2 separate regions of the Sus scrofa genome follow, and region 2 is linked to region 1. Evidence: chromatin contacts called from public Hi-C data. All regions are on one chromosome and are shown on one strand. Each heading gives the region's core, a stretch centred on a gene start, on an enhancer-like site or on the middle of the called end of the contact. The rest is flanking DNA. Distances are from core to core; before and after follow the strand shown. Region 1 overlaps SOX6 (transcription factor SOX-6). Region 2 overlaps SOX6 (transcription factor SOX-6).

Region 1 (6,548 bases), core at 1,412-3,911:
GTTCTTGGAAGCAGTGCCTTGTCCTCTCTGTACACCACATTGGTGCTTGAACTTCCTACCTAGCTTCCCAGACCCCAGCCTCAGGTCAGCTTTAGCTTGCAGTCTCTTGCAGAGACCAGATTTCTGCAGTCATGAACATGACCTTCCCCTGTAACTGTGCAGTCACAGTGGAATTCAACACTCTGCATTAGGCACTTTCATCAGTCTCCCACATCCCCTTGTTTCTAGGCCACTTGGATATTCCCGATATCTATTGGAAGATTCTCTTTATTTTAAAACAAACAAATCCTAAACCTTCCACAAACTTAGTGGGATAGGGTTAGATAGGGTTAGTTTTTCTGCAGCATCGAGTGTACGTTTCCAATGGGAGGTGGGGACATAGTTTATTTAGCTGCATTTGCTTTTTATCGAATCAGTGAAACATTTCATTTTATTATAGTATGGGAAAAGTTATGACTGACTTTTTTCTATACTAGATCATAAATGTGTTACCTCTATATATTTGAGTGTATCTTCCTCAATACACATATGTGAGTGCATGGGCTGTAGGCCAAATGACATATAAATTTTTTTTTCTTCCTACATTTTTGAAAACCTCATAAATCAAGAGAGATTGTCCCTTTCTAAAACAAGAACAACCACCAACGCCAACCAAAAAATTTTTTTTTCAGATTCTGAAAGCAAGCAAGTGTGCACTACACTTATTAGATCTAGTTTATGACCAAAGGCAGTAAGTAACCAGGATCCAGACAAGTGCTAGGTCATTGATTCCTTAAGCAACTGATATCCTTTCTTGCTTTTCTCATGTACCACTACCACATCCTTTTACATCTGCTCTCTCACCAAACTCCTTTATTTATAGTGGCAAAACTAGATAGTTTTTTTGTTTATTGTTTATCCTGTTTATTGTTGTTTGTAGGTTTTATTTTGGAAGTAATGAGAAGGAACTTTCTCTTGGTGTATATGTATTTTTTAAAATGCAAAAAAATTTTAAGTTTATTCTTATGGACCATGATACAAACGCCTATAATAGTATATTTTATAACTACAACACTCAATGTTATACTATAAAGATAAACATAAAATTAATTAATAAAGCACTATCAATATCTATACCTTAAGTTGATTGTATAATGGATTCAGTTACTGAAGAATTGACATTCAATAGGCATATTGTCAGCTTAACATTTTTTTCATTAGTAATAGAAAGCAACTAGATTTTTCCTAGTAAGGGCAAAGCACATATTTAAAATGTTAACTTATCCAGTAAATCTTTCTTTTATAAGGTTTTAAAGTATGTTACTTTAAATACCTAAATGATAAATTTTGGTGGCATTATTGAGATTTTATGTCTGTTTTCTTTTTGACTTTTAGGGATTAGTGGGTTATTAGTCATTATTGAAATTTTTACACATATCCATCTTATACTGAAGAAACTAGTGACATTTTAAACAACCCTCTTTCCGTTAGTATACTAGGTAATGGAGTAAATGAATTTTCTTTTAACAAAGTTTAATATACATTGATTTTAACTGTTACTTTTAGTATTTTCTATACCTTTCAATATTATTAGGTTATATCTAAGTTTGAAAGAATTTTCTTGTTAGTGAGAGAATTCATATATACAGTTCATTATTTACAAACATGATTATATAAAGTATAGTACGATACTAAAATTTTGGTTGTTCTAAGAGCTATTTGTTTAAATATAGTTTAGGGGTGTATATATATCAATTGATGTTTTTGAAGTCAAGTGAAACATTCCATCAAGCTAATGTGTCTGAGAGTACCATATCAGGCACAGACAGGTACTAGAAATGATAAAACACAGATAACATTCAGCAAGATGATTTGCAGATGGGACGTATTATCTGCTGTCATGAGGTTAGATGGGTCATATTACCATTTTTTAAAAAAAGTTAATCTAGGTTATTTCAGAATTATTAAGTTATGTGGGTATATGAGGTTTAATGAGAACAGATTTTATTATAAAAGCTTGCTAAAAATTAACAAGTACTCACTGCTTTTTAGAGCAGAAAATGGACTATCTTTGTATTTGGATTGCTTCTTGTTTAAAAAGTATCATTCTCCCCTATAATTTTTTCCTAATAAGGAAAATAATATATTGAACATTTTATGTCTTTATCCTAACTCACATTTTCTCCTGATTATACTCTGAATATCAACATACTCAAGTAAAACAAAAACAAAACCAAACTGGCATTCTGGTAGTTTATGAAAAGCAATTTTTGTTAAATGCAAGAATGTTTTAAATGTATAGCATATCCTTTTCGCTTGTGGTTCTTCAACTGTGATCTGAAAACTAATTGTTTTGGTAAGAGTTATATCAGAAACTTTCATCATTCTCTCATTATATATTCATTATTCACTTATAGGAAGAATATTTTTATTTTCCTTGTTCTGTGGAAGAGGGTAAAAGCTTTTCAGCTGTTTTATTCAGACATTTAGTCTAACTGGAAATAATTTTAAATTTTGGTGTTATGGCTTTTGATAGCAATTTTAAAATTTAAATATCCATTGTCATAATTTGGATAAAAATATCAAATGAGAGTGTGGCTAGAGGTTGTAAGTGGAATATCATTTAAATCTACCATAGACTCTCTCACCTCCAAAAAAGAGTGCTTGGTTGGTCTGTTTTTCCTCAAATCGGTGTTAGTCTCAAAAAAAGGGACCACAAAACCCTCAAACATCAGAGAAGCAGTATCAATTCAGTTTTTAACTGCAAGTCCTTCATATGGTTGCTCAAAATATCCAACTTTACACTAATATTAGTCATTCTTTTTATAGTGACACCATGCTTAGTAAAAAACTTCTAAGCACTGAGGTCAGGTGTTGAGATTGGATTCTAGTTTATTTTTTATGAATCAGATAAAGATTTCTGTGCATGAGACCATATGTGAAGATGAGAGAACAAGAACATTTCCATATCAAAGGCAATATATCTGAGGCTGCATGGTAATTAAAATGCAGTGGTTTGGACTCTGTGCACTAGCACTTAAGCAGAGCGTTGCCGGGACCTTGTGCAACATGCAGGCGGTTGCCTCTTGCATACTTCTTGAAATACACTTATAATTTTGTACAAACATTTATGCCAGTCCACACTTTTCTGTGGATAATTTGTATTTCATCCAAACCATTCAAAGTAGAAGTTATTTTTTGAGCTACCCCCTCATTATGGCTTTTGTGCATCAACTATTTTTATTCTAGTTGTTTGTATTTCTTTTTACCAGAATGATGGCTTGTTTATATTCAGAATCTCTTCTTGGTCCTCTAAGACCCCTTATATATCACTCATATTTTACTATTCACTCAAAAAAACTTTATCTTTAGTAAAGATGTGGATTATTTTCTGAGGTTAATTGTAGATGCTACAATCTATTATAAACTACATTTAAAAAATCAACTGCCCAGTTGTTTCTGTTTTATAATGCTAATGCATTTAGTAATCCTTACTAATTTGCACAGTATGTAATATTAGTAAAAATTACTTTTCAAAATGTTTCAAGAATTTTGAATTGTTCTCCTTCACCTTTTAATGTCAAGAAAAAGCATACTGGCATTCTCTTTCATACTCCTTCAAGTGAAAAACAGTTATTTGAAACTATGGAAATCTTCATGTTTATCTAAAGAGTTAGGTCTTTGCATTTATAGGGAGATGTTTGATTGTATTTATAAAGAACTGTGCTAGCATCATAACCTGTAATTGTCTAGGGATAGATAGTGAAAAAAAATCTAACAATTGGTAGTCCAATGTTGTATATATTTTAGAAGATTTGGCATCTTTGGTAACTAACTTGAATTTTCTGCTCTATAATTTTCTAGATTTTCTATTTCCGTATGGCTCTCTCTCTACACATGTGGTGAAGAATTCACTAACATAGTTTATTTACTAAGCTTCCCTGGTCTATAAAGCTTTTAGGTTTCTTCGGATTAAAGCACCATGTATTGAAGAAGCCTAATGTGACATAAATCCTTTAAGAGTTTTTGTATTTTAAACTATTTTGGATCAAACTTACTTGAGTATATTGATATTTATGCTTTTCAATGATGACATATATAAGTAATCATGATACACATAAGGTGAATTCAAAGGACTTTATATGATGTGCATATTTGTGTCTATGCAAACATTCTATATTCTCTCATTTCAAGTTCCCCCTTGATCTCTTTCTTCTCTGAAAATCTCACAAGATAAATCTTTAAATGATCTATTATCCCTGCTATCTTCAATAATTTGTTGTTTCTAGTCATGTTAAAGAGATGAATTGAATTGTCTGTCTTTAATATATCCATTCAAATGCAAACAGGGGACTTTAGTGCTGTTTGTGATTCTGACTTCACTGAGCACAATCTCTTTGCTTCTTTGAAAAGTAGTTCTTTAAAATTAGACAAAGAAAATTAAAGATGCTTTAGTTTCCACGACTACACAAGCACAATATGTGGAAGAGTGAAAATGCAACAGATTTTTTTTTAATGACAAGCGTAGATTTCAAGTGGAACTCATTTTGAGGCATGGTTGCAAGTATTTCCTTTTATACTTTACAAAGAGATAACTGTGTAACGTGATTGAGCATTAAGTTCTAGGTATCCTGAAAGGCATTTTTGAAGTCACAAGTTTTTACTTTTTCAGGATTTTCTTTTCTATTGAAGATTTTTAATATTTGGTAGATGGGAAATTTAGGTACATTTGTCATGGTGCTAGTAAGCAGGTCAGTGGTAGAAGTGGAGAAGAATGATCCTATGTTCTTTCTTGGGAAAGAATATCAAAGGGCAGAAATGTTGCTATTTTCTCAAAAATAATATCCAGCTATAATCCAAGGTCATTGAACCTTCTATGTAGGAGAATTCACCCACTCCATCTACCCCCAATATATCCATGGTATAATCACTAACTTTTTACTTCTTCATCTCTAAAATGGGAATAATAATAATATCTACGTCATAAGGCTATTGTAAGGATTAAGCGAGATGGATAAATGTAAAAAACTAAGGTATATGCTTGGCATAAATTTAATACCTGTTCTATACTACTGTTGAAGTGGTGGTGTACTTAGATCTGCATCCCATTTCCACTTTACTAGGTACTTGTGTAATCCTTGGCAAGTTACACAATTGATTTCTTTTCCTCTTATATGAAGTATTCTCAGCAATACATGCGCCTTTCTTTCCTAGAAAGATTTCATAAGTAGTCTGCCACACTTAGAGTAGTGACTAAATGTAGAGTGTGGAGGTCCAGCTCTCAAATTTGGAATGTCCAGTTCTAAGGACAGATGAAAGGTCATTTCATCTGTCATCCTCCTTTCTTCAAGGGTATATTTCTCCATTCTAATCATTTAAGAAGCTTTTTTTGGGGGAGGAGGGTGGGGGAGCCAGCAAAGAAAGAGATTTTATAATCTTTGGTTATGTGTTTCAATGATTAACACTGAGAAGTTCTTCATGTCAAAAGACAGTTCTTCTTAATCTGCTTTCTTTTGCTTTGATTTTAAGAAAAAATGGAAACATATACTCTTCATTTGAATTATAGATCTTCAAGGGAAAAAAAAAAACCCAAGTTAAACTTTCAATTTTTATCTCTTGAATCTTTTATTTGAAGTATTATTTTCTAAACTAGTTGTGTGACCTTAGAAAATGCAATCTCTCTCTCTTTTTTGCTTTTTAGGGCCATACCTGCAGCTATGGAAGTTCCCCGGCTAGGGGTTGAATGGGAGCTACAGCTGCTGGCTTATACCATAGCCACAGCAACACGGGATCTGAGCCGGCTCTGTGACCTATATCACAGCTCATGGCAACGCCGGATCCTTGACCCACTGAGCGAGGCCAGGGATCGAACCTGCGTCCTCATGGATACTAGTCCGATTTGTTTCCCCTGCGCCACAACAGGAACTCCTGCAATCAGTCTTTGAGTTTCAACTTCCTAATTTTTAATATGGGGATTGTGATATAATTTATCAGGTAGGATTGTAAGGAAGATTAAGTTTGAAGATAATGAATATAGAAGTGCGTAGAACAATTCTAGACAATCGGGTGTTAGGATTAATTGACAGTAGTTAAGTAATCTGTAGTAGAACCTTGGCATGAAAAGAGCCCTCAATTCTCATATGTTTTATAGAACTCAGTTTTCAAAGTGCTTTCATACTCATTGCCTCACCAATAAAAGGTATGCAGGGTAGATAATCTTACCAGTCATACTGTCTGACTTCCTACTTGATATGAATAAATGTTTCAGCTGGGTTTTGCTTCAGGATATTATTCGCTATAAACAAAGCTTGTGTGTCATAAATTAGGGCTGGCCTTTTTGGCCTTCTTCCCCCCGCCCCCAGTCTTTTTTATACAATGTCAGTGCTCATTTATTTTATCTTCATACTTATTTCCAGAGCCAAACCAATGCTGCATTTTCCATATACCCAAGTATAAACAAATAATATCACATTGATCAGAAGCATTAGACATCAGTTTTTATCGGTTTTTGATTATTAAAAGCAGGAAATGATTTAATTATAGCATAATAAGTATGCCTAGTTGAGAGA
Region 2 (6,548 bases), core at 1,187-3,686, 290 kb after region 1:
GGTTATTAAATTTCAGTCAGATATAAAGTTCTGGAAGAGGTGATTATGTATGTGGAACTTCATAGGAAGGCCTAAGGACCTTCATGTTTGCCCCAAGACTAGATCATTTTAGTCCAGTTGCTGTGCAGCACCAGTGATGCCCCACGGAATAGGATAGCATGTTGGTAGTTTAAATTATGAAATAAGTACGGGTGGGAAAAATCTCTATAATGAAGTTTGAATTTCAGCTATTCCTTTGTTGTGACCCCTGGAATCTACTCTTGGTGAGTAGGAAATGCTGACATACTAGAAATGCAACCCCTGTAAAGGCCCTAAATCTGTCATTGTGCTCTGGAGTCTGCTCTGAAAATAGCAAAGCTCTTTTTGTAAATTAAAATCGGTGTGAATGGGAACAGATGTTGACACGCTTTGTCTTTAAGGATGCCAGTTAAGAGGAGAGGGTCAGTAAGGTTAGATTTAGGAAATATAGTAAGTGTGCAAACTTGGTATATAAAGGAAGTTCTGTTTGGGGATGTTAGTCAATAGAGTTGTATTTATCTTTGGTAGTCTAGGTAAGAATTACACATACATTACTTTACCTAGAGGAAAAATGCAGGGAATGGTATTTATTTCTGGGAGGGCTATCTCTTTTTGATGATCCCTTGTGGTTGTCTTTTTTTCATTGAACTGATTGGCTATAAACTGTTTCAGGCTACTGTTAGCTGTTAGGCCTAGCTTCCTAAAGTAATTGTTGAACCCTAATGCTACAGTAGAGTCTTTGTACTGATATTTGTCAAAAATAATGAAAATGGTTTATGTTCTAAAAAGGTACAATTTATCAAATAGCTTGTATAGTCAATTTAAATAAGTCTCGTAGAAGTTTCAGTCTTGATTTGAAAAAATAGCATAGGATGAATTTATTTATAAGAACCTTAATAGTTTCTCTCAATTCCTTTTACATTTTAGATTACCTTATAATTTTCTAAATCTACATGAACAATAATGATCAATTTTGTCAGTATTATTCACACCTTTTATTAATTTAACATAGATGAATAAATGTGAATGTTGTGAAGAGTTGATTGGGAATAGATTTTAAATCTGACAGTTAGATTACAGGGTACCTAAGAAAAAATGGCTCTTTCACTAGGTACCTAGTAATTTAATTCTTGTTTGAAATTATTATAATTTATTACAGTGTGTGGGTCCTAATGAATGTCTACTATTAAATGAAAAGGAGAAATTGAAATTAAGATTATGAAATTCTTTTAACTCATATCTTAAAATCCTCTTAAACAATTCAGAAGACATTAATAAACTATGCGGGTTTCTTTCCATATTCTGTAATGGCAAATAAAAATATTTTTTCAGCATTTAAAGATTCTAAAAAATGTTGACTGCCATTAAACCTCAAAGCATGCAATCTTGGAATTTTATAAAATGGTAGTAGCCATTATAACAGCATTAAAATTGGCAACTCTATTTAAATATTTATTTGGATTATAAACAGACATTTTAGCACTTGAGTTTTCTGGAAATGACTAGGTTTCCCTTGTGTTAAACATTTAATGTAGGACAATTTGAGATTTCATAGGGCTATAAACTATATCAGATTAACATTTTAAAATTTCCAAATACCGGGGAGACTTTTAATGTGTGAATAAAAGTATATAAATAAAATAAAGATGTCAAGATGCCCATAAGCATTGGAAGTTGTCACTTATTCCTAGGTCTAAGTAAAACCTGTTATATACACAAAATGAAAATCAGATCTTTGAAAAATAATAATTCCTGGACAAAAGCAATGGACATACAACAATTTTTCTATCTTGATAGGTTATCCGAAGTGTCATTTGAAAGGCTCATTGAGTATTTTACCTGGGAAGAAGCCCCTGTCTTATAAATTTGACCATGTTTTTCAACAATTATTTAAGAAAGAAAATTATGTTGATTACCCCTTTGAATTTCAAACTATTATTATGCTTACCTAAACCCCCTAAAGTTTCATTTCTTAATTTCTAGAGCTTTTCTTTTTTATTGAGGCTGCTAGAATGCATGTATAAACTAGTAATTAGTTTAGAGAGAGAGGGAAAAAAAAGAAATTAAACATGCTGGTGATAAATTTACATTTGATGGCAGAGAATAACCCTGCTGTAGGTTTTTGGCAGCCTCGGAACAATGCTAGCAGAGGAGTTACAGGGCATGCCACCTCTCACTGTGGTGACCCTCTTATCAGTTCTGGTTATGAGAAATAAAATGTAACTTCTGTAAGGAGTGGCTCTTTGGGAAGATTTTTGTTTGTCGTAGGATTTCCACAGGATTTCCTTTGAGGCTGTGGAGCGGGCGCTTAGGGCTATAAGAGTCAGTGACTCTATTCTGTTCCTTTGTCATAAAATTCTCCATCTCTCTCCCTTCACTCCCACCTCTTCTTAAGAATGTATTGCCAAAAGAAATGTCCTGAGAGTGCTAGATGGGAAGGTGATTTGTTGCCTCTGATAATCTGATCATTGAGTTCAAGTTAGCTTAGGCATCTGAGAGAAATAAAGGATAGAAACAAGTAGGGCAATACTTTCTTAGTAATGATTACTGATCTCTTTTTAAAATGTTTATGGTAGTTCTTAAATAGGGAAATGATTGGATAAAAATTACTCTGCCTACGTAGCTATAAATAAAGCCTTTTGTCATTTATCAGTAATGTCCCTGTGGGTACTGTTGTTCAAACAGTTAAGTCCTGGTATCTCATCTACTGTTACAAAAGCTAAAGGGTGCCTAACTACAACAGGGGGATAGGTGAGGAAGATAAAACTTCCTCATGTTCAGTCTGAGAATGTGATGGCTGTACTATGAGAAACTGCCTATTTAAAATATTTTTTGCTAATTGTGATGAAGGAGCTTTAAAACATTGACTTTGAAAAGCATTGGCAATTTATAGAACTATATCTACTGTTATATTTAATTAGATTTTTTGCTCCTTTGTGCCTATTTAAACTCTAAATGAAAGATGGAAATATGTTTGCGCTAACATATTTGATGTGATTGAGATAGATTAAGCGGTTTAAATGATTTAAAAATTATATTTACTTTAGTGCAATCTGTTAGGTTCAATTGCTGATCTGTCTTTTGGTTTGCTTTGCGGTATAGCAAACCAAGCGCTGAGGGTTAAACTATTCAGCACATGGGTAGTTAAAAATCTGGGTTCTCTCTCTCTTTCCTGGATCCTGAATTCTTCAGTCAAAGTTAAATTTGCTGTTCAGACATTAGCTGTACTTCTTAGCAATGACCTTGTGGGGTAGAGAAGCATGGCACAGTGGCACTTTCCAGCTGTATTCAGCCTATCCGTCGGGGTATAATCATGCTCAGTCCCAGCACCGCAGGCTTGGACATATGTTGAGTTTTATTTCTTTCTTCTGACATTAATCCTATTCACCAGCTGTTCTGCCAGCTGCCATTCTTCAGCTTAGAGATTACATTTTGGGGGATACCAACAAAGGTCTAGTTGACCACTGCTTTCTTTTTCCTTTTTTGCCCTTATTCTTTAGAAATTTTTGGATCTGGGGGTTAGGAGAACTCAATCTTTTCCCACTATCACTTCACTTTTCTTTGGATCCTACACATTAACATGATTTATAATGACTTTCACTATGTTGTAGATAAGCCTTCCAGAGAGCCAGATTACCACCTTAGTTATAAATCCCTTTTCCACAAAAAGGTTTTAAGTTTACATTGAGGGCTATAATTAATGTTTCTTTTGCTACTATATAAACAACATTAATTAGTGACAAATTCTTTTGATGTCCTAAAACATATTCCAGCTGAAAATATGCTTTCAGTTCTTCCTTTTTTTTTTCCTCCCTGCAGGTTTGAGAGCATATCTCTGTTAAGATGATACTTTTTTTCCTGAGCTATGGTTTCACTAATCTTGTTTGAATGGGCTATTAAATCTCTGTTACACTCATAATATATACTAATAAGTAGTATAGATTTCTCACTTCGTATTCCAGATGATCTGTCCATAAGCAGGATGTTAAACATCTGTAGTTTAAGCCTTCTGGGACTAACAAATGCATTAATGCCAGAAAGAAATGTGGCCTGGACGATAAGGTCATGGACCATGTGGTAAAGAGGCATCCCCAATATTACCAAGTCTGCATGTACCCTTCATTGTTAATCCTTCCATTTTCATAAAGGCAAAAAAGACTAATAGATTTAAGTTGTAATCACTTACAGTACATGTTCATTACATTAATACCAGCAAATCCACAAAATCCCATATGTGTTATAATTCTCCCAGCTGATATTTTAACATTATTTATCCCACACGACTCACAATAGCATTCTCTTAGCTGTTAATTTACCTCAGAAGGTAACATCAATAAATATTTGTTTATTGGCAAGATTCTGCCTTTATCTTTTTAACTTCGTGGCATGTGGAGGACATATATAATGGTAAGGAATTCAGTTTAAATAACACCTTTAGACTGGAGTCATTAGAATTAAGAACACCTTACTGACTTAAAAAAACAAAGATAAATACTAATAGTATATTTTAGAAGGTAGGTTTGTTTGCTTGTTTGTTTGTCCATTGTTTCATTTACCCATCCATTTGTCTGTCCATTCGTCCATCCGTCCATCCACTTTATTTGTTTATTCATTCCACTAAGCAGGATATTACTTATTGAGCCATATAAAAAAGAAAACACAGCATCTTGTATTTACCAGATGGTGCATCTCTTCATGTACGTATCAATCTATAGAAAAATGAGAATAAGTTTATAAACTGCTTGCTGAAAAAAACTATTGATTCCATACTACCCCTTACTTCTTCCCCTAAAGCTCTGACAGTAGTGAACCCCGTTTACTAAATATGGACATTCTATTTATAGAAATATTCATATTTTTATTGGTGGCCAAAGCACTGCTTATAGGAAAACCTACAGGTGACTAATAGGAGTTGCTCACTAAGTGGAATAATGAATAGTATTAGGTGTCAATTAAATCAAGCTTCCCCGAGGTGCAGGTGCTCCACAATGTACTGACACATTTCAAGTAGCAGTGCCACTTCACCCATGCATATGAACAAGCACATTTGCATATTAAAAAGCTGAAAATTATTTAACTGAAGCAAAAGTCTTTTAGAGATGATGGAGGTTATTAAAACTGTTGACAAGAAAGAAGGTAATTGCCTGAAAATGAGAGATGACATTCTGCTATACACAGGGAACGTTGTTTTTGTTGTATTGTGCAGCAGTGCCTGGGTGTATAACCTATTACATTGAGATTGCTCCTATGCAATTAGACCCTTTTTGTCCTCACTTCAATAAGGCTATGATTATGAAGGATTGAAGAACACTTGGCATATTGAATGTCTGTTGTTTTTATAACTTCGTCAGAAATGACAAAACACGTTTTGTGTCCTGTTTTTTCTTTGTAGGCTTATTGATTCTGTGATTATAATATTCATAAAAGACAATGTGTTCATGGTTGAACACTCTGTCATTTATACAGGTTTTATTTTTTCTGTCTCAGCATAGTATTTGTTTGAATGCCAAGGTGTTAGTCATAAGATGAGCAAATTTTTTAAAGTAAAAGATGAATAGGTGAGAAGTTTATCATGCTAATAATCCCAAATATTACTATTAAAAGTGTCATAAAAATGGATGATTTCATAAGTTTCAGATGGAAATAATTCACTAAGTAAGAAAACTTGAAAGCTATTTTATTTTCTCTTTGATTATGATCTCTTTATTTTCACTCAGATTTTTGAGAGATCTTGCTGTTGTGTTTGTCAGAAGATGTGAAAACTCATGGCCCTAGAAGAAGGCACTTTCTTGATACCATGAGAGGCAGTGAGTCTGAGTTGACTCACTCCATTCTGTAGGTAGTAACTAAAATAAGTACTGTGAATATGGCAATTGAAACTAAAACATTTATTGCAAATCATTGCAGGTGTAGGAAATTTCAGATTTTTTGCTTTATTAAAATTATGCTTGTTAAAAGATTTTATATCTAATCACCCTAATTAGGCATCAGCTCCCAGCAGAGCCATTGTGGCAATGCACGAAGTCCATTTCCATCATTATATTCTTTCCCTAAAGATGAGTATTGGTGTTTTTTGGGATATTGCCAGGATGGAGTATTCAGCTGGACTTTTAGGCCTAAGATGTACCCCATTTTGTTGATGAGCCAATCAGCTTCTGCTTTCATTTCTTACGTGGATTTAAATCCAGGACTGGTTTGTCAGAGACAGAATTGACAGGATCTGAATAATATACTGAAAGTTTTCTAGGGGGTTTGTCATTTATGTGCTCTTTTATTCTTTGATTTGGATGCATCTGGGCTTTAGTAAATTAAGAGGCACACCTAGGATTTTTGTTAGCAGCTGTCTAGTGATTTATCTAATCTGACATGTTCATTTCTTTAAGTTGAAGAGGGAAAATGTCTTTAGGCATAGCAATCTGACTCTTGATTAAAAAGATAAAAGTGAGATACCCCGGTTCTTTTCGAACTCACATTATTTACTGCCTGATGAAAACCTTAGCTATTTAAAAGATGAAGATTCTGATGTAGCC

The links. A called contact is a pair of places that touch in the nucleus more often than the background predicts.
Region 2: a Hi-C map of psoas muscle shows a contact between it and region 1, with 3 times the contacts expected there. The contact joins two enhancer-like sites. A contact is called at or near these places in 4 of 47 Hi-C or Micro-C datasets (embryonic fibroblasts, fetal heart ventricle, heart right ventricle and 1 more) and 1 of 2 datasets of contacts at active chromatin or transcription factors (skeletal muscle).

The regions. Positions count from the first base shown.
Region 1 is chr2:42,457,175-42,463,722 of Sscrofa11.1, forward strand. The region is part of intron 2 of SOX6 (transcription factor SOX-6); the gene reads left to right. Among named protein-coding and RNA genes, the nearest start is that of SOX6, 13 kb to the left of the region's middle. Within about 2 kb of position 2,662, at least 1 of the 83 cell types and tissues checked has an H3K27ac peak or open chromatin away from gene starts, as enhancers often do.
Region 2 is chr2:42,748,540-42,755,087 of Sscrofa11.1, forward strand. All of the region lies in intron 5 of SOX6 (transcription factor SOX-6), which reads left to right. Among named protein-coding and RNA genes, the nearest start is that of SOX6, 300 kb to the left of the region's middle. Within about 2 kb of position 2,437, at least 2 of the 83 cell types and tissues checked have an H3K27ac peak or open chromatin away from gene starts, as enhancers often do.